Linked DNA regions of Mus musculus: all the other regions are linked to region 3. The links are chromatin contacts, called in public Hi-C, HiChIP or PLAC-seq and Micro-C maps. All regions are on one chromosome and are shown on one strand. The core of a region is the stretch at or near the end of the contact, and the rest is flanking DNA. Distances in the headings are between cores, read along the strand shown.

Evidence for each region. A called contact is a pair of places that touch in the nucleus more often than the background predicts. HiChIP or PLAC-seq counts read pairs in DNA pulled down with a chosen protein or histone mark.
Region 1: an H3K27ac HiChIP or PLAC-seq map of embryonic stem cells shows a contact between it and region 3, with 5 times the contacts expected there. The contact joins the enhancer-like site here to the promoter of Magi2 in region 3. A contact is called at or near these places in 1 of 39 promoter capture datasets (cranial neural crest), 1 of 484 Hi-C or Micro-C datasets (embryonic stem cells), 6 of 115 datasets of contacts at active chromatin or transcription factors (astrocytes, embryonic stem cells and forebrain) and 1 of 9 other capture datasets (embryonic stem cells).
Region 2: a contact with region 3 is called in a Micro-C map of embryonic stem cells, with 4 times the contacts expected there. The contact joins the promoter of Gnai1 here to the promoter of Magi2 in region 3. A contact is called at or near these places in 5 of 484 Hi-C or Micro-C datasets (Sertoli cells, cerebellum, cerebral cortex and 1 more) and 7 of 115 datasets of contacts at active chromatin or transcription factors (astrocytes, embryonic stem cells and stem cell-derived neural progenitor cells).
Region 4: a contact with region 3 is called in a Hi-C map of cortical neurons, with 3 times the contacts expected there. The contact joins the enhancer-like site here to the promoter of Magi2 in region 3. A contact is called at or near these places in 3 of 484 Hi-C or Micro-C datasets (cortical neurons and embryonic stem cells), 10 of 115 datasets of contacts at active chromatin or transcription factors (embryonic forebrain, embryonic hindbrain, embryonic stem cells and 3 more) and 1 of 9 other capture datasets (embryonic stem cells).

What each region holds. Positions count from the first base shown.
Region 1 is chr5:18,563,968-18,568,923 of GRCm38.p6, reverse strand. No RefSeq gene overlaps it. Among named protein-coding and RNA genes, the nearest start is that of Gm31752, 71 kb to the right of the region's middle. Within about 2 kb of position 3,228, at least 13 of the 459 cell types and tissues checked have an H3K27ac peak or open chromatin away from gene starts, as enhancers often do. A contact at or near this core is called in embryonic stem cells, where this site is marked.
Region 2 is chr5:18,359,124-18,364,247 of GRCm38.p6, reverse strand. Gnai1 (guanine nucleotide binding protein (G protein), alpha inhibiting 1) reads left to right here and starts at 3,835. Exons shown (of 8, transcript NM_010305.1): 1 at 3,835-4,196. The coding sequence starts at 4,079.
Region 3 is chr5:19,224,903-19,230,412 of GRCm38.p6, reverse strand. It overlaps Magi2 (membrane associated guanylate kinase, WW and PDZ domain containing 2), which reads right to left and starts at 3,367. Exons shown (of 23, transcript NM_001170746.1): 1 at 2,824-3,367. The coding sequence starts at 3,124. It overlaps 4921504A21Rik (RIKEN cDNA 4921504A21 gene), which reads left to right and starts at 3,858. Exons shown (of 3, transcript NR_102342.1): 1 at 3,858-4,272.
Region 4 is chr5:18,482,612-18,487,810 of GRCm38.p6, reverse strand. It overlaps Gm31752 (predicted gene, 31752), which reads left to right. Exons shown (of 7, transcript NR_166583.1): 4 at 125-204; 5 at 2,848-2,944; 6 at 4,141-4,191. Among named protein-coding and RNA genes, the nearest start is that of Gm31752, 10 kb to the left of the region's middle. Within about 2 kb of position 3,485, at least 6 of the 459 cell types and tissues checked have an H3K27ac peak or open chromatin away from gene starts, as enhancers often do. A contact at or near this core is called in cortical neurons, where this site is marked.

The DNA of each region.
Region 1 (4,956 bases), core at 1,979-4,478, 660 kb after region 3:
GCTTTGTGTAAATAATTTATCAATTTTCTTAAAGATTTTCTATACATTTATTGTGTAGTAAATATTTCCACAGAAGAAGCTGTAGACAGTTATTTTGGTTTCCTTATCTTGTAGTACAATGCTGTGTGAGGAAAATTGGTGAGTGAGTTTGTGAAAAACAAAAGCCTTTTTAAAGTCTTGTCTTTTATTTATCCCATTTTAATTTCTCTTAGGCTACTCTAAGTGCTCTTTGTCTTTTTTACATTATGACATGTTTTAATTTTCTGTTTTAAAACAGAGAAAGCAATTAATATAGGGTTTGCAAGCTTTACAGTCTCTGAGAAACTCTACTTACTTAACAACTGGGAAATGCAGACGGAAGTAAGGGAATAGGTGTATGTTCCAATAAAACTTTATTTACAAAATTAGGGATGGGTGTAGCATTTGCTCCCTTGCTCACAGTCTGATGATGTCCTTTTCAGCTTGTTATTTCTGACTCAAATTTGTTACCTTTTCATGACTAGTTTTAATTACTGAGACTAAGATTCTGGAATACACAGCAAGACTGTGTCAACATATAACATGACAGGGCCAACAGTATGTTTCTTTGAAACAAGAGCTCTAATATTATGTGATGGTATGGAAAACCACTCTGTGGCTTTCTTTCTAAAAATCCATACAACCAGTTTACTCATGTGAAAACAATCCAAGCTTGGAAATTCTGTGGTATATTTTGTTTCTAAGTTAGAATATTGAACATTTTTTTAATCTAGTAATTTAGCTTGCAAATGCTACTTTTGAGGGTCAAAGGTCTTATGCAGCCCAATATGATTTGTGTGGTTGACACTGGTGTTGAATTCCTGAACTACTGACCTTTCTGTCTCCACCTACCTGAATGAAGACATTATGGTCATGCACCACAAAACCTAGAGGTAATTTTCTCTTGCAAGATATCAGGGAGTTTTCTGTTTATGTATTAAATGAATTTTCAGGAAGTGGATATTGTATACAGGATCTTCTATTGTGTTGTATGATAAAGATACATTTAAGTCATCTTCTGAGGCTATGGAACCACAGGAAATAGTTTGGAAAAGCTTCTGAGATTCCATGTAAAGCTCCATTTTGTGTTATTTCTAAGAAACTCAGGAATTGGCTTTAAAAAAATGGTCAAGAGAATAATTGGCCATTCTTAGTTTTGAGAAATTGGTTTATTTTTGTTCTAGATGATTTGAAACAAGGTCTTGCTGGGTAGATGAGTCTAGCCTCAGGCTTGTCTTGAACTCTTAACCTTCTTCTCTTGATCTTTCCATTTTTTGTATCACAGTGGTATGCTACACGCACAGGTAGTAAACCAGTTTTGAAAAGCAAGGTTGATGACACTGAACCCACCTGTCATACTGAAGACCACACTTTTAAAGACTGCCTTTTAAAAAGGCAGAGGTTTGGGGGAGTCAGGGAGATAGGGAGTTTTTGGAGCAGAAACCGGGAAAAGGGATAACATTTGAAATGTAAATAAGTATCTAATTTAAAAAAAGAAATGTTATCAAAACACATCGATGAGGGGAAACTTGGACTGCAACATTTAATGTTGACACATACAGTTAAATAATAAAAATGTAAACAACCCAAAAAAAAAAAAAAAAAAAGCAGAGGTTTGAGGAGGAAAAAAATGAGGATAGAAAAAGAGAATGAGAAATTAAGATGATTTTTTTCTTTTTTTCCACCAGTAATTTAGAGATTTATTTACATTAAAACCCAGTTTCAAGGATGAAATGAGTGGACAGCACAGTAAAGTAATGTAGAGACAAAAATTCTTGATAGAGAAAAAATAGACATGCTAAGAATCCAGTGAGGTTGGATTTCCCTTTAGAAATTTGAATTTTATAATTTTGGAGGCAATTCAAACAGGTTGTGAAAAGACTACTACCAAACTCTGAATATTTTCTGGGTAAGATTAAAAGCCAATAAATATTTTCTTTTTCTGCCAGACAGTAACATCTTTGGTCATTCCATTTAAAAGTACATCTCAGTTTAGTGAAAGTGCCAGAGGTATCCAGAATAGAGAGTGAATTGCCAGGTAAGAAATGATGCCATTATACTGACCAAGGTTTGAAAGACTCTCAACTACTAAATGGAATAAGAATATTAATCCAGCAACATGGCTGTTCTGATCACATCCAAAGACCTTCTTGGTCTGTGTGATTTGACTGGGATACAGGTATATTTTTAGTACACACCTTTAACCCTTTTGGCTGAAATCCTATAGTACACTGTTTTAATCCCAAACAATAACATCTAATTGAGGAAAAGATGAAGTGATGAATGAAAAAATATTTGACAGAGATATTATATGCCCAATTCCCATGAGAACAGCACTGGAAAGAGAAGCTATTTAAGAGCAATGCAGGGAGAGAGTCAGTGAGGTGGGAGTCAGTGTAGCAAGTACATGGCAATGGAATTGGGTTCTTCTGTGAATTCAAGCAGTTCAATGCAGGTACTCAAAAGCAGTTAAAACCAGAGAACTATGAGTCAGAATATTAGAACAAAGTACCAGAGGCAGTTTTTGCCAAGCAAAGCAATTCAATTTAGACAGAAGCCAGTTTGAATCAGGCAGCACTGAGAGGAGTTTGAGCCAAAACAACTGATTTGAATCAGCCAGCCAAAGTTCAGAAAGAGCTAGAAAAGGTGAGCTTATTCAGTAGTAAGTCTCTAAGATGACAGTTACATCAGGCAAATAGAAGTTACTTCTACAATTAAAGTTGTCTCAGAGATGGAAGATCAAAGCATTAAAAAATATATGGAGGTGGACTATACTGATTTGACCAATGGTTGATTGAAAGAGTAAGAAGAAGGGAAAAAATCAAAGATGCCTCTATATGTCTAACATAGGCTACTGAATAAATCCATGGTGATGTTAGTTAACAAAAATACCAAAATGTTGGAAACCAACCAGCAGCTCACAAGAAACGGGGTTTCACCTGGGAGGCAAACCAGGCCTGAAAAGAGAGGAGAATTAGGTGGGCGAGAAAAATGGAGCCAAGACCAGGTTCCTAACCAAGGCTCAAATGTTTAATGGAGAATGCACTTATAAAGGAGGTGGGGGGAGAGGCCCGTTCCCACCAATTCATTCTTGGAGCTTGGAACCAGCTTCAGGTGATGACATGCAGGATAGGATGTAGTCTCTGGAATAGCTCGGCAGCTTCCCCAAAGGTAGCAGTATCTTGAAGAGGAACAGAGACAGTGGCTGAACAATAGAGTGAACTAGGGAGGAAGGCTCTACCCTAGGTAATCTCCTGAGTGGTAGCAAGATCAAGGTCTAGCTCAGCCTGCTTCAGGCTTGGGAGAGGTTACAATTTCCTCCCTGTTATTAATATTTAAAAAAAAAAAGCTGGACTGAGGCATAAAATTTATTTATGCTCTATAGTTCTGCCTGATTTCTTTGGGCCTAGTGAAGAAACCTGTCTCAGTGGGATTCCCTAACTTTTCTCATGGTAAACCCACCTATTCACTAGGCCATTGTGTTTGGGTTAGACTGATTACTACCTCAAGTAAACTCTCTGCAGACTAGCCCTGAGCCATTCCTGCTTGGTCCTTTGTAATGCTAATTAGTTACTGAATAGGTAACTTCCTTACTGAATTCCTACTGAATTCCAAGTTTGTCAGCTTAAAGGTCTTTCTGGGACTTTGGAACATTGGCGAAGGCTTAGCTATGTCAGAATTCAATCTTAAAAGGCACTTATAATAAGATAATACTAAAAGAGAGCACGTGGATCCATACACCAGACTAACTCGGGGATAGGGTATGAGAATGAGAATGCCAAAGTTCCAGGAAATTCTTTGCCTCATGAGTGCTCTGATGCCTCTCAGCCTACCAAGCAAACTTCATTGGAGTGTGCATAGCATTCTTCCCCTTTCTGTTTATATTTCTGCCAAAGTTCCGGAAAGTCCTGCCATAGCTACAGATCTCAGGAGTGCTCTAAAAATGAGTGGAAACACAACGATTTACTAATAAAATAGTGTCAATAATAATAGCAAATAGGAATATATATTGAACCCAATCCAGGGGATTCAATGCACTTAGGTTATTTTTTAAATCTCTGGCCAATTCATCAATGTTCCAAGTGTCCAAGTGACTTTTGCTAATATCTGAAATTTCTGCCTTTCTAGCCTTAATATATGCTATGTCCTGCCCTATTGTTAAGACTACTACTTCTAAGACATTAACCTTTTCTTCCAATTTTTTACATGACTCTGTGGTGTATTATTAATAAACCACAGCCTCTTGGCATGTACCTCTGTCTAGATTGATATGATTCTGAGATCTGGGTGCCCATCTTAGACTGTCCAGCCCTCATAGCAAACCTTATTTCTGAATCAGGCCAAAATCCACAATATGTACTTAGAATGCTTCCTCAATGGAAATTAATAACTGCCACCTGTGCTGTTGGAGGCAACAATAGGAATGCTTCTTTGGGGAAGTCCAGGTACTCCATTCAATTGCAAATTAGCAATGATCAAGCTGAGATTTAGAGTTCCCAGTGTGGGGGAGGTGGCATTGAGAATCACAGAAAGGCTGTAACTTTCTGGGAGTGGAGTCTGTGCTCCAAATTAACTTTGCTAGGTAATTAAGATTTTATCTATCTTTCCTAAGAATCTCTAATACTGGAATTATTACTAGACCAGTCCAAGATTGAGTGGTCACAATGAGGGAAGGAGAAAAATCACTATAACTCTTTCTTGTGACTAATCTTTCTAAATCAGATTACACGGTCTCTAGTGTTCTATGTCCCATAGGTTAAAAAAGCTTGAAGCAAGGCAAGGCACCTTAGCTTGTCCAAACTGGGAAAATGGCAAACAAAGATGGGACAAAAACATATACCCAATTCAGCTTTCTTCTCACTACAGTCAGGGCACTCAGTGAACTCACCTGTCAGCTTGTCACACAAATTAGCCATTTTGCTTCTGCAGCATTCTATG
Region 2 (5,124 bases), core at 2,586-5,085, 870 kb after region 3:
CACTCCTTGGTCCCCAGAGGTATCTTGGCTCCATCTCTTCTGAGTTTCTTCTCGCATACTAATTTACTCCAACCTCAAACCAACATCTCGGGTAACTTTTGTTTGTACTTGTAAGGGTATTATGAACAGAGAAATTGTTTCTGGAGTACTGCAGTCTCAGTTTAGACTCAAATGGGACCAGGCCATTTGATGACTGAGAACTGTAGAATCTTCAAAGCTGATATAGGTCTAGAGTGCTCAAATAGATGTTTACATCTTAGACTATGATGAATAAGCAGGAACTGTGCACCTCTTTCCCTCACTCCAAGGAAGTTTTGTTGGCTGTAGCATTCTTTTTGTATTTCTACCTCTACAACCCAAAGTCACTTGGCCTCTGATTTATGACATATCCTCATTCGTTTGAAAATAATGGTCAGCTCAAATGTTTCTTCTCATTCCTACATTAAATACCCACAATTTTCCCCCAAGATATTTTATAACATAGTTTAGTGTAGGCTGAGATTTTTCAAAACCTACATTTAATAAGGATCCTCAAATGGTTCAAACCTCCACTTCTAGCCCACCATCCAAAGGTAGAGGAGAAAAGATGGTAAATAGGACAAGGAGATGTGGATCTGTTTAGAAGTAGTTCTTTGGGGAAATTCCAATCTCCTTTTGTCAGAATACCAGCAATCCAGTTCAGTAGTCTCAGGATACCAAACATGAATCAGCAGACGTGGAACCATCCAGCAGAAACTGCTAGGCTTCCAAATCAGCATGGATCAGTGGGAGTGACTAGGATCATCCAGGACACCAGGAAAAGTTCTCTGCTATCCCTCTCTCAATGAAGCAAAAATCAATGAAGACTTGAGACTAAGTGTTGCAAAGCTAGCTACGCAAGCACACTGTCACTGTCTGTTGAGTTCTATTTATACTCTCTCCAAACATCACATATCCTCCCATGAGTCCTGCCTCAGCAAAACAACACGTGAGTCTGCATCACCTGACATATCCAGAAACTTCCATTTCAGTTTAGAGCTATTTCAAACCCTGATGCTTTTTAGTTAATTATGTCCCAATTTGTTTCTTGATGTGTGTGTCTATCTTAGCACATGAGACTCAGCATCATTTAGCAATAGAAAGAAGTAACATTCAAAACCAATAGTAATATGGTAAATCAAAGGAGTCAGTTATAAAAGGCTAGATATTATATGGTTCTTTTTGTTTATGTAAATGTCTAGATTAGGCAAAAGAAGAAAAATGAGATTAGTGATTTTCTAGGGCTGGAAGAATAGACTGGATTAGGGGGAATGGCTAAAGGATATGGGGTTTCTTGGTGGGGCACAAAACATTTCACAAATGGTGTGGTTGTAGAACTCTGTCTCTACTAAGAGCCACTGAACTGAACATTTCAAATTGATAGGTGTTATGGAATTAGTATAGCTGTTAAAACAATCACGAATTTCTGAAGGGAAACGTGTGTTCAGACGTAGGTTTTTAACCTCTGTAATTTCGATTTTACTCTTTCACGTACTCTATAGTAGATGATTTCGTAATGGTTGTTCCAACTCCTTGATAATGTTGCTGAGTCATATTTTGCAAAATCATAATTATGTATATTACTAGTGTGAGTGATGGTTACCATCTCATATCTGAATTACCAATGTCATTCACTTATTAGTATAGTAAGTAACTCATTTGTTTTCATCTAATGCAGAGATTTTTCCTTTTATATCTCTATTACCTAACTCAGAAGAATGTACGCACACTTAGCACTCACTGTAACAAGTCCAACTATTTACCTCAATATTTATAGTTCTTTTTAAACTTTCATTTTAAAAGTTCATTCCATTCATTTCAGTCATCACAGCAAACTTCATTTCAATCATAAAATATTGGCCATCTTCTGTTCACACTTTGCCTATTAATCTTTTAGTTAGATATTCATATGAAACAAAATATTCCCTAGTCTGGACTGAATGCTTATGTCTCCTCAGTACCCTTCGGCTGAAGCCCTAACACCCTGGTCTGGAAGGCAGAGCCCTTGGGAAGTACATAGAGATGGAATCCTGAACGTGGCGGGCCAATATCAGTATGAGAAGAAAGAATTCTCTTCTCTCATCCCTGGTCCTCTTTCCTCAAGAAAACCCTCACTGGAGAGAGAGCTGGATCCATTGGCCCTTTAATCTTAGATTTCCAGACTTGAGAAATAAATGCCTGCTGTTGAAGTCATGTGATCACCATACTTTGCTATGGCAACCAGTTCAGGGCTCCAGTGCTCAGTTCCCTGCCCACCAGCTTCCCTGGAGAGTTCTTCCAACATCCTCTCAGAAGTGAGGATTATTTCCTCATGTCCTTGACGAGCTTTTCAAAGGGAAGGGGCAATTCATATAAGTCTTTGACAATTCCTATACAAGGTGTGCAGCTTCACCATGCCTCAGTCCTGTTTCCCTTTTGGCTGGCCCCACACTTATCTGGCCTGAACCGTGGAGGAAGGACAGTCAACTGATGGCTGCAAATGGCCCAGTCACATTAGATTTCATTAATTCTGGAATTCTTGATGAACTTTTGGAGTGTCAGGAAACACAAAGGAGGTAGAAGGTGACCGAGTACCCTAAAAGTGTGCGGGTTTTGTTCTATTTTGAAAGAATCCAACAAAAAGCGGAGGGAGTTCTTAAGATTGCTTATCTTGTGCCCCGCAGGTGTGACTCTAACAAAACGGAAACCTATAAGCTCTGCTTGCTCTGAGGGACCCAACCTGAAGCTAAATATTCAAATGGGAGCCAGAGACTAATTGCCTAATTTTTATCTCGTCGAGGAATGTATTTTCTTTGCTAGTGGCTTCATCATCTAATTCATCAACATTTCTCCTATAATCAGCAGTGCAACTGACAGGAGAGTCCAACCTTCCACCTATGCTCCTCCCCTCACGCTGGATGAAAAGCCATCTAGTCCTTGGCCTGCCCCTGGAAAGATGGACTGTAGTGTAGATCAACAGCTCATTTAAAAGCAAGGAAGCTAAGGCCTACAAAAAGAAATGCCATGCCTACTGGCACAGGAGTTACAACAGAGCCATAAACCATGGGTAGGCAGCTTGGCAAGACACTTACAAGTGCCCTAAAGGCGATCCATTACCACAGAGGCCGCAGACTTGTTTGTGTGTTTTACTGCTCACGCCATTTTAAAACAATTCTTTGATTCTTTGTCAAACGTTTCTGTCGGATTAGGAAGAAATTCCTTAGAAATGTGTTCCCTTATGAAAAGGGAGGTGAGCATAGATCAAAGGGAGAGCCAGAGGAAAAGAGAAAAGGCAAGGGAGGAAGTGAGCATTGGCAACCCCAAGACCCCAATTCCCGCTTGGTTGCTCCCCACTTCGGGTTTCGCAGGGCTCCATTTCTCGCTCATTTCGCTCTATTTCCCACGGTTCTTTACCTAAGCCTACACATTTTGTAAACCCTTGGGTGGCTGCAGGCTCCGGGCATGCTCAAATGCCCTGGACTGCCTTTCCTCACCCCTTGCTCGCAACTTTGGCAAGCGTCCCACTCGCGCTCTTAAGGGGCAGGTACCCACGGATCCCCCGCAGTGGTCTCCAAAGCGTGGGAGGGGGTTAGTGAGCTCCCAGGCGGAGCTGGAGAAGTCAGCGGCCGCACGGGGCACCTCGTGGGGGGACCTGCAGGAAAAGCTGGGCTCGGCGATCACGCGGGCGCGCGGCGGTCGGAGGGGGCGCTGTCCGACGGCACGTGCGCGGGCGGGCGTGAGCGCGCGCTGGGAGTGGTCGCGGGGCGGGCAGGGGCGGGGCCGCGGCGGCGCGCGGACGCCGAGCTCGCTCGGGCTGTGCGCGGCTGCGGCTCGGCCACGGGCAGCTGCGGTGGCGGCGGCGGCGGCGGCGGCGGCAGAGCCTAGCGGTCGCAGGGATTCGCGGGCGCGGATCGCGGAGTGTCGCCGGCAGGGACGGCCGCCCGAGGCGGCAGCGTGCGGACTAGCAGACCTCGCCTCCAGCTTGCGGGAGCTGAGGACGTAGCGGGGCCGCCTCCGGGCCAGCCTCTCCTCGCTCTGCCAGCCGGCCCCGGCGCCGAGGGCGCGGCGACGCTCGGCCACCATGGGCTGCACATTGAGCGCTGAGGACAAGGCGGCCGTGGAGCGCAGCAAGATGATCGACCGCAACCTCCGGGAGGACGGCGAGAAGGCGGCGCGGGAGGTCAAGCTGCTGCTGCTGGGTGAGCGCGGCCGTGGGGACGGGGCCCGGGCCGGGGGACAGCGGTGAGCGAGCGCGGCATCCCAGTCCCTCAACAGCGCAGGCGGCTTCTTGGCCGCGGCGGTGACTGTCGCGCGACCTCACTGGCAGCCCAGAGTGTGGCGGGGCGGCGGGACGCGTGGGAATCCGATCTTTGAAGTTGAGCTTTGCCCTCCCTAGATGAGGGACAATTCGGGACCACAAAGCCAAGCACCCCCTCTCCACGGAAACCCGGTGGTGAGAGGTGTCGTGCCGCGTTGCGCTTTGCCCACGCCTGGAAAGTGCCACGTTGGGTGGCCTCGGGGCTCTCTTTGTGGGTCCTCTTCCTCTGCGGGGTCTCAGTGATCTTCCTGTCAACTTCATATGGCGACTCAGTGAGTGGAAAAGAGCGCTGAGATTTTCCCTGCGTAAGGACTTGAGCTGCTCTGGAAGCTGGATTTTGCCTGGGTGGGGGATGGAAACCACCAAAGTTGGCTTACGTTTGCTCTCATAGTAGGAAGGGAAAGAGGCTTCGCGGGTGAAAACAGCCCTGACAGGTGCGAAAGGCTCCTCGACCACAGGGTCGTTCCTCCACTGCGGTGTTCGCTCCAGTGAGGTTTGACAGCTGCACACCATGCTTTCTTTCTTCATTCTTAACACTGTTTTGCTAATAGGCGACGTGAAGGTCTTTCTTCCAGTTTTTTTGAACGGAGGAAAAAAAAAAAAGAGTAGATCCGGATTTTGATTGAGCGATATAAGGAAAATATTCACAGGTTATGGTTTTTTTAGATCTGTGAGTCAGGGTTTTTCCTTTTGTTTGTTTTTCTCCCACACTGTAGGTATTTAGGCAGATGATAGATTTCTTAGAATCTTCGTTTGCACTTCCAGCGATTTGCTTGTGTTCTTCTCACAGTTGTGATAAAAGAGAAACA
Region 3 (5,510 bases), core at 2,118-4,617:
AGTTCTCTGGCTATGCTATGTTTTTCTATTTTTTTTTTCTTGATTCCCCCCAGAAATAGAACTACTAAGCCTAAAGCTCAACCCAATTTTCAAACAAGTACAAACCCTACTGAAACCCAACAATCACAAGCTCTATATTTAATGTCTGCCAATTTTCACTTACTCATAATTATAAATAAATAAATAAATCTAATCACCACTGATAAAAGATCAATTTTATAAGAGAATATATAGGAATCACTACATTTAAATAAACATATACGATTATAGATTTTAAAAAGCTAAAATAGATTAATTAATTAATCTATTTATATCTATTTTAATTCTGTAGATGAATGTCTATATTTGGATACCTGGAGACTGACAGACTAAGGGTTAACATATACTGTGAAAAGATTTTCACCTAAATATTTCAGTCCATAATAATAAGTGTCCTGAATCTGAACAGCTTTATTCTTCCAAACAAAATACAAGCAAGAAGCTGATTGATCAGGATGAATTTTAGCTAAAATCAAGGCTGGGCAGGGATCACCCTCTGTAGATCTTTCTGCTTCTTTGTCAAGGTCCAGTAGGGAAACCTCATCTTACAACATCACTCCCAGCTCTGTTCTGCTAGAAATTATGCTTCCCCAAGGGAAAGACTTCCCAAATTTGCCCTAGCTTTATTATGAGCATTATCACAGAATAGGCCAGAAAATCCCATTTCTTATCTCAGATTCTCAATTTGCACAACTTTTATGCCTTCAGTTTTCCAATGTCTCTCTGGATTTCTTTTAGTAAATTGCTAATACTAGATAATATTTTCTTTTAATTATTTATTTTATTAATACTCATAAACACTTATTGTTTACGAGTATTAAAGTTTGCCAACATCTACCTCAACATGTAGGCATCAGAATAAAATGATCAGCGGGAACCACAGTAGAATATAATCACTGTGGAAATGTATTAACGTGGGCTTGTGAGGCTGATCTCAGGAAAAGTGTCTCAGCAAGCCTAATTTCCCTCTCTCACCCACAGAGCAGTAGGGGAGAAATGATTTTCAAGGGCTGTTTTCTGATTTCCATATCACACAGTGGGCATATCCATTCACCCATCCATAAACCATCAACCCCTAAACAAACAGATATTTTAAAAGCATTAACTTTTGCAGTTGTTTTCCTTTGCAAACACCAATATTTTTTACCACCAAATAACGGTATTGGTCAATTGTAGTAAACTGAACCCTAGCCTTGAACTTCACATTTGTTATCTATTGCTATTATGTAGTATCGTAACCTAAAATGTAGCAACACAATTTTCTGAATTTGAGTTCAAAGTATGTCACTTTGGAAAATGCTAGGATAGTAAACCCTCTTCTTCAGGGTCATATAATACTGCATGTCTATATTAGATCATCTAAAATGACATACGATGGATACTCAATAAATCCCACTGAAGATGTTTTCTTCCTTGACAGCTTAGCTTTAGAGAAGTTTATGAACCTTTATTCTCTCTTGTTTACTTCGGAACTTTTCTTTTTACATGTTAATTTTATTCTGAAAAAAACAACTGCTCTATATAGTATTTCTTCATAATGGATCACAGCATGAAGAGCAATTCTGATACAGTAATACTCAGAATTTCAACACTGGCGCAAGACAAATAACAATAGATAACAAACTGTCATACCATGCTGGTATGTTTGAGACAGATCTGTCCTGTCCACCTGTGCCACCCAAGAAACTGCATTACCACCAGAGGAAAACAAAGGCACGCTACATTTGTACAATAAAGTCTTTTCTAATGAAAGTTTTCTCTCAGGACCACAATTTTATTTCAAGCAAAGACATTTTTTCAGCAAGATTCCAATCTCTCTAAATTAACTTCACAGCCTAGAAGAGACTTGACAGAAGCCAAGTTAGAACACAGGGAGCCTGGGCTGTTGACCAGCTTGCATCTCCATCCACCTCTATGCCACAAACACGCCCCCATGTCTGGAGCTAGAGGAGAGTCCAACCACAGAGAAATCCTAGTCAATAAGAAAATTCCAGTCAATGAAGAATACTTAGGGGAACCCTTGTAATGCCGCAGTCTGCCTCCCCTTCCACATTAGAAAGCTCTCCCAGCTCCCCGCTTCTTAATCTCTGCCCCTCCTCCTGCCTGCTGGCCAGGGGCGATCTCTAGGGTTAGTCAGTCTGCACGTGACTCACGGTGCCCACATGACATGACCATGGGCGGGGGAGAAAGACCGAGGAGTGAAGCAGGGAAAAAGTTACTGAACACTACCGGTCAAAGCGTCCAAACCAATTTGTCCCTTTCCTTCCTCTCCCGTCAGTGATCCCTAGGGAACCGCTACGGACCAAGGTGTCTCCAGACTAGTTTTGGATATCCTGCAAGGGGTCTCCACTTGCCCCAATATTCAGAGCTTCTCCCATTCTCTCTAGCGACAGCTCTGCACCTCAAGTTGCTCCATCTTCCTTTCTTCCTCCTCCCTTGCTTTCCTCCTTCCCCGAAAGCTCTGTGTCCACTGTGGACATGCCATTGGCGCACATTCTATTTGGCCTAAAGCTCAGAGGAGGTCAGACAAGGCCAAGCATCTTCCAAAGGGGAGGGTCCAACTGGGCAAACTAAGTTGCCTGCTACAGTACCACCTGGCTTAGCCGGCCAGCCAGCCCCCCAGTCCCGGTCCCCCTAATGCTCCGAACACAGTTACCGTGCTCTCTGGACCCCACCCCGCGGTGGCGCAGCATACACCCATCCAACACCCGCGCCCACCCTGTTAATGCCATCCCCACGCCGGGGTCCCACCGCCAGGCAGAGCACCGAACAAGCTGCGCTCACCTTGCTTGACACACTTGAGCCGGAGGGGGTCCTTGCAGTGTTTGATCACGGCCAGAACGTCCCTGATGGTGAGCCCCGCCACGGGGGTCTCGTTCACCTCCAGCAGCAGCTCCTCGGACACCAACTTGCTGCCGCTTTCATAGGCCACCTTGCCCGGCTTCACCTCCCCCAGGTAGGGGAACTGTCCGTTTTCCGCGCCCCCCTTCAGTTCAAAGCCCAGCTGGCCCTCCGGGTTCCTGCCAATGACACTCTCGTGGACTTTGCTAGTCCAGTGGCTTTTCTTTTTCAAGCTTTTGGACATGGCAGTAGGGTGAGTCGCCTCAGTTCCAGAGGGTCCTTTGGGAAGGAGGGTCTGGGAGTCAAAATCGGGATGGAGGAGCAAGGGGGCCAAGGGAAGAGGGTGGCAGACTTTGCCTTTCTCTCCCTCTGCTCCGCGCTTTCCCTCTTCTTTGGATGGAGTGTGGCGGAGGAAGGGGGAGGATGAGAGGGACGGCTGGGCAGAGGTAGGAGAGCTTGGGTGAGGTTGTGCTGTCCCTTGAATGACACTCAAGGCTTTGGCCCCGCAGCGGAGGAAGCTGTGGTGGCGTTGGCGGCGTTAGCGGCGGTGGCGGCGGCCGAGCCAGCGCGAGCAGTGGCCGAGCTGGTGAGCGGGTGGCGTGGGGGTGGGGAGGAGGGTAGGGATGCCGGGGGCCACTCCTGCGTGCTGCGAGTGGGGAGCGCGCGCGCGCTCGCCGGCCTCTGTGTTGTTAGCCGATATCCATGGCAGCTGCAGTGGCAGCGGTAGGGAGCGCGTGTGTGTGCGCGTGTGCGCGTGTGTGCCTGTGTACTAGTTGTACTGTACTGGCAGGATGCAAGCGGGCGGCGGGGAGGGGGGAGCGTTGGGGGATGCGAGCCGAGGGAGGAGGCGCGCGCACCGAGTGGAGCGCCAGGGAGGGCTTCGCCGCCGTCTCCCTCCCTCCGCGGCTTGACCCGGTAGTGAAGGCGCTGGGAGAGGCAGGCCCCGGGCCGCCCTGCAGCCTGCGGGAGGAGGCGGGAGCCGGGAAGGAGGGGAGCGGAGGCCCGACATGGGCAGGCCGGTGAAGAGAGCCGGGATCCCTGGGTGGACCTGTCTTCAGCTTCCCTGTGAGCCGGGCTGCTAGCCTGCAGGACGCCCCGACTTGCCCACACCCCAACACTGGACAAAGCAGAAATCCGGGGAACCCGATGCCGAGCCTGGTGGCCCATCTACAGCACAGTCTTCTGGGGCTCCATCCTGCCACAAGGAAGCTGGAGTTCGGGGTCCCAGCATGGAACTGCAGAGGGCCTGGCAGGCGGAGCCCGTGGAGAGACTTCACTATTGGCTCGCTCCACTTTTTACAGTCTTTCATTCCTCGCAAAGTTCTCAGAAGTGCCCCTCCGATAGAGGAAAGTTAGAGGAAGGAGTCTGGTCGTCCTGGATGCAAGAATAAGGTGAAATAACATCTGCAGAGCAGGGCCATGTGTCCTCTTGGAAGAAACTGAAGAGGATTGAGTGGAGACAGGATAGAGGAGGGCACCTGCCCTAGTTGAAGAGTGGAGAGGGGCGGTGGGGTAGGTGTTAGGGAGATAAATGGAGTAAGAGCCTAGACATATAAATGGTGAGTGTAACCTGGACAGGAGTCAAGTTTTAGGTTAATCAGACAAACAAGTCTGCTACAGGAAAGAAAAGAAGGCTCTTGGTGGAGCGCTGTACCCCCATCTAGCTCCTTCCCCTTCTCCAAATTTAGAGCCAGGTGGAAAGCTAAGCAGGACACAGGGGGCTGAGGGCTGCTGACTTCTCCAGTCAAACCCTGAGTGGTGCTTTTTGAGTTTCCGTAGCTTACATTCCATTTGCTTAACTTTGAAATAATATGTTTCAGGCAAAAAGAAAAAAAAAAAAAGGAACCACTCACCCACTCATCTTTGTAAATCAGAGTATGGGAAGGAATTATCAGCAGTTAAGAGCTTTGATGTCTGGGATGTAGTGTGGGAGGAAAGCAAGGCGGTTCAAAAGGCTTAGCTGACCCAGACAGAAAAGAGGGGGTGTGTATCCTGGCTCTGGGGCTTTTCAGGAGTGCCACGTTTAGCAGGCTGTTCCACCTTTCTCTGGTTGTTTCCTTTTAAATAGGGGTAACAGTACTAGTGGGGCCTGGTGCACTGAGAAGACAGACAGGCAAGGCAGGGAAGGGACTGCCCCATACAGGTTTGTTGGCTTTGAACAGTAGGTTCTTCCTCTTCAGCCCCACCCCCACATCGTGGAGAGGACAGCAAATTAGGTCAGAGCTGAAGATCTTTACAAAGGATGAATTTGCTTGACTTTGTGCCTTTTTCCATTTGAGAAAAGTTGGCTATGACTGGTGAGGACTACCCAGTCCTTGGCCTTAAGGAATGCTCCTGAGCCAGCAAGATTTCCATTGAAAGGCCAGTCTCATGAAAAGTTAGGCTGAGGATTATAAAGCACCATTCTAAGTGGAAAGTGATAGAGGCAGTGAAGAACAGAATTTGCATTTGTTTAACAGCAGTTACAAATTACCTCCAATGTGTCCGCTGTTATTCTAATTGTTTATCACGTATTATGGTTATATTATATAGTTTATATACTTTACAGGTGAGGAAAGGAAGGCACAGAGATAGATTGGACAGAGATTTATTTGTTTTATGTCTTACAAAGTTATGCACCTAACCAATGT
Region 4 (5,199 bases), core at 2,236-4,735, 740 kb after region 3:
CTATTGGGCAGATTTCTGCAGATCAACAAAGATGTACTATCTTGTAGTGATGCTATATAGATATCCTTAATTCTTAATAATGATCCTGTATGAATTCCTAAAATTACACTATTAATTTTTAAAGCCTTCTTTGATATGAAAACTGCAATGAGAACTCTGCCAGTCTTCATGTGTCAAGAGATAATTGCTTGAGACAGAAAGCAGGTATTTACAACTTAGAACACATTCCAAGAGGTTGTAAAATAATTATACAAAGGTTGTAAAAGGGAATTAAAGATTTATTGTAGGAGCAAGGACAGAAGATAAAATATTAACTGGGTTTATCTATTCAAAACTGCAGTGATTGCTGGGTTTTATAAAAAGATAAAGAGAAAATGAATATATTTGATGGAGGTGTGGTGGGGAGGGGTTTCCTCTGCAGACCCATGCTGAGGCATCCTTTCCCACTGAGGGACCAGCCACAGGATGGTATAGTATAGAATAGAGTTCAGGGTATAGGGTAGTAGAGACAGAGAAAGGCAAAGAAAAAAGGAGAGAAACAGAGAGAGACACAGACAGAGAGTAGAGGAGTAGAGGCTGGTCATGAGCACGTGGAGAGAGAGCAGGGAGGGTAATGAGGAGAAAGGGGGAAGGGATGAGAGGAAAGAGCAGGAGCAAGAAGGCAAGAGCACAAGAGAGAGGGAAGGGGGAAAGCAGCTCCTTTTATAGTGAGACAGGCACACCTGGATGTTACCAGATGACTGTGGGGCATAGCCTAGACAAAATGCTAACAATGATAACTCAGTCACAAGAATTATGATTTTTAACCCCTATGAACCTGTGGAGCTAGTGACAGATAATGTCTAGCTAGATAACCATTCCTAATGGGAACACATGTATACATCTCTGTTATAAATTTGTTTGAACTTTTAGTGAACTTGTGTATTAAAAAGAAAGAGGGGGAAATGTTTAAAAAACCATGTGATCTATTCCCATAGAAAAGGTGCAAAAAGTAGAACCAAATTACATTACATGGAATTACATCAAAGCAGAATAAGAGAGCAAGATTAGGAGGAGGCAGAAGGACAGCAGAATAGAGTAATTTAGAAATAAAAAGGAAACTTAGAAATTAAGAGAGCAAGTTATAAATTTAGAGAATATATAATCTGTTAGAGTTTTTCCCTTTTATTTTTTCTTAAAAATAAAGAATAGAATCTATTTTAAAGTGTCTTTCTCTCTTTTCCCCCCTCTTCCTGAGGGTGACTCTTCCTAACGGACAAAGCATATGCCAGCAAGATTTTGCTGAAAGGACCCTGATATAGTTGTCTCTTGTGAGGCTATGCCAGTGCCTGGCAAATACAGAAGTGGATACTCACAGTCATCTATAGGATGGAACACAGGGCCCCCAATGGAAGAGCTAGAAAAAGTGTCAAGGAGCTGAAGGGGTCTGCAACCTTATAGGCGGCACAACAATATGAACTAATCAGTACCCCAGAGCTCATGTCTCTAGCTGCTTATGTATCAGAAGATGGCCTAGTTGGTCATCATTGGGAAGAGAGGCCTTTTAAGTCGTGCAAACTTTATATGCCCCAGTACAGGGGAACGTCAAGACCAAGAGTGGGTGGATAGGGGAGCAGGGGAGTTTCGGAATACCATTTGAAATGTAAATGAAGAAAATATTTAATAAAAAATTGAAAAAGAGAGAGAAAAAATTGGGGGGAAAAGGCAAGTAAACTCAACCTTAGGGCCAGGTGTGCAGAAGACCTGTGGGAAAAAAGGACAAAGGACCTCTTTACTTAATACCCCCCGCCCCCTGCTGTTAAGTGACTGGTGTTAATTCAAGCAGAGGCCTGCCGCTTCTGGCTTCAGAGTAACTTAAAATCATGATAGGTAAACGTTATTATTATAATAAAGCAAACCTAATCACTGGCAAGACACAGATGCTCTTTCCCCTTGGCTACCTTCAAGAGAGAACAAGAACTCTGGAACTGACTTCTGAGACATCAAATTTCTCTCTGATTCATCACTTTGCCCGTCAATTAGACATCACTTTTGAACTTGCCTTCTTCTTTCTACAAATAAATTTTACCTTAAATGTGTGTATTAAGGGCATGTCTGTTTGTATTCCAGCCACAGGAATTGAAGGTGTATCATTCCAGCTAGATCACAAAGACCTAGAACATCTTTAGATGTGATCAGTTGCAAGAACAACCATGTTGTTAGATTAAAATTCTATGGGTGGTCACATAAAAATTTCAACTAATTTTCATTTTGTGTTAGGTTTTGACTCTAAGTGGTGCCATTCATGATTAATGTGGCAATTGTCAAAATTTCCAATAGAATCTATAGCTGTAAAACAAATGGTATGCTGAAATGAAAGTATTATCTTACTGCAAGAAATAAGTTGTCCTAAGAAGAAAGCAATCTTTTTTTAAAGATAAAAGAAAGCATCAGTTAATGAATGAAGCAAGACAAGACACATATATCAGGGCTGATTGGCTAGACTTATTATCTTTTCTCAATTGCCATGAAAGTACACAGTCCTTAGGTTAGTCTATAATGACTCTTCTGCCTTTTCTCCAGAATTTTAGTTGTTTATTTTATGAGAACTTAGTCCTAGCCCCCATATTTCAACTCTACATACTTAGTGTGCTCTTCTGCTCTAGGCACTAATGATGTTTGTATGTTTACAGTCTGTAAATTTTGTCTCCTGCTCTGGCCTTTATATTCTGTTTTCATAGTTGTTCTCAACATACCTTCCATCTCTCTAGGCTCTCCTCTCTACCATTCTCTTCCTTAGATATTCTATCTTGTCTGACAGGATTCTGAACCTAGTTTTCAATTACTAGTTGTCTGTTCTCTTTACAGAGCCATAGCTGCTTGTACTGAACAATTTCACTGGAGCCCATTTTCTCAGAGTCGTCTCCCTGCATTCTCTAAAGTCTCTTCCCAAAGAAATACAAAAGTAGGTTTTTAGAATCATTCTGTTTCTTCAACTACATTATTCACATGACTTATAGCAATAAGAGCAGTGTGGGCTAGTTCTCTGTGTCTTAGTGTAGAACTCAATTTTTTATTGATAATAAACATGATATTAAATGCTTGTCCACCTTTATGCCATGCAGGGCATGAATTGGTTGAAGAATTCTCTAGTGAGAATTTATTTCCTTAGGGAATTTTGGACTATCTACAATCTTTTCACTGACTCATACACTGACAGCCTTGATATTTTTAGACAGTGGCTAGAAATGCAGACTTGCAAGCCCCATCTTTGGAGCCATGATTTGCATTTCATCTAGAGGTTGCATAAGTACATAGAATTTTAAGCTCTTATCCACTATATCTTTATATTTATGCAATTAACAATTAAAACATTATTCTTTTTAAGATAGTACATATTATAGGGATTCCCACAAGCTGAACAAGAGTGTTGGTATCTGTTCCATCATCCTCCCACAGATAATCCATCTAAGAAAATTTTCAGGCCAAGTCTAGTCACCTCATGATCTTAGCAAGCTAAAAAACAAACCATCCAAAACCTTCAACATAAAGTCAACAGAGGAAGCTGATGACAAACAGTCTCTCAGCTTTAAGTTCAGCTGCAAACCCATTTTAGAAAATGATGTGTAACAAAAGCAACTGGTTTGTAGCTTGTCATGACGTACAAATAACTGTGAAGCAGGCAATTCTGAAAAACATTTTCCTTTAATGACTGGGGTGCTGTGTGCAACTGTAGTTACTGAGAGTAATTTCTAGTTATATTTCGGATCCTCTGGTAAATTCCCAAAGAGAAGTGTAATTTACCATATGGTCTGCTGGTACACTGGCAGTCACAAGCCATCTTCAGGTACAGTTAATCTGCAGACAGATGTTCTGTTTGTCCAGACATGCTGGAAAAACCAGTGATTAGCTACATTGAAGAAATGAGTTAAATTTATTAGCCACTACAAATTCTACTGTAGATAATTTCCTGTGGTTCAAGTGAATATTTATCCCAACATGTATCCAGAAAACTGATTTTAAGTGCAAACTCCTATTGAAATGTATACCAATGACTAGCAATGAAATGCCACTAAAAGCAGGACTTTATGGGGTTTGTTGTCTGAGATTTGAGCCTTTTTTCCCCAGTGTTATTCATGCTGTTTTTGTTAAATTTTACAGAATATTTTGTTAATGTCACCAAGAAAGTCATCAATTCTTCCCTCTAAGCTGGTGAGTCGGATAGTGCAGCAGATGCACACTCTTAACCCTTCAGAAACTGTGGCAGGATTCCTGTTTCATCTGTCATGATCTATACGCAGGAATGTTCATCACTGTCACACTGTACAGAATAGGTGACAATGACTGTGCTCAGAATGCCCCTCCCAGACTGAGGGGCACACAATAGATGTGGTCATTTACTGAAAACAGCAATGTTTGAATGTGGAGAGGGTTTCCACTCCACCGTCACCCAGAAGTTCTGTGTGATGATGCTCTTTGGCTTCTACTGTCTTTCTCTTTCCGCAAACAAGCAATACAGATGGGTCAATAGAGTCTGAGTCTGTTCTTTTAGACTAGGCATACCTCCTAAGTCTATCTTGTTTCTCTAGAAATCACCTAAGCATTTGCTCACAATTCTACTATACGCTAAAATTGTATACAAGAAAAATGGATAATTTGGGGGATGTTTGAGTAATTTTCAATCCTCAAGCACCTAAATTTTGTTCCATATTGCATACATGTTGCTATGATAATATAATACAACTCAGAGCTTCTTGCAAAACATCCCCAGTAATGGAAGTAATTTTCAGAAATTTGGTATATATCTCATTTGTACAAAATAATGGGAATTGTTTCAAAGGATACTAAGACAATTTCCTTTCAGTATGTCTTGTCTATGCTTACTCATAGAGACAAGCAACATACAACTTGCCCACTGTCTCGGTGGAACCATGCAATGAGGTTTTTGGTTTTCATTTTTTTTGTTTTCCGTTCTTATGGCTTGGAGCCACACAGAAGTGGGAATGTGTCCTTATAACATGGCCTAGGACAAACTGCTCACTCTAGAGACCTTGTTTCATGCCCTGTTATGAAGATCAGATATCCATAGAAAACATTCATCAGGATTAATTAAGGGAAAAAAATCTATTAAAATGTCAATATGTTGGCTTGCCTGGTTAAATGATTCAATAAACTGTATATTCATTGTTAATTAGATACACTAAAAACAAAACCAATTTT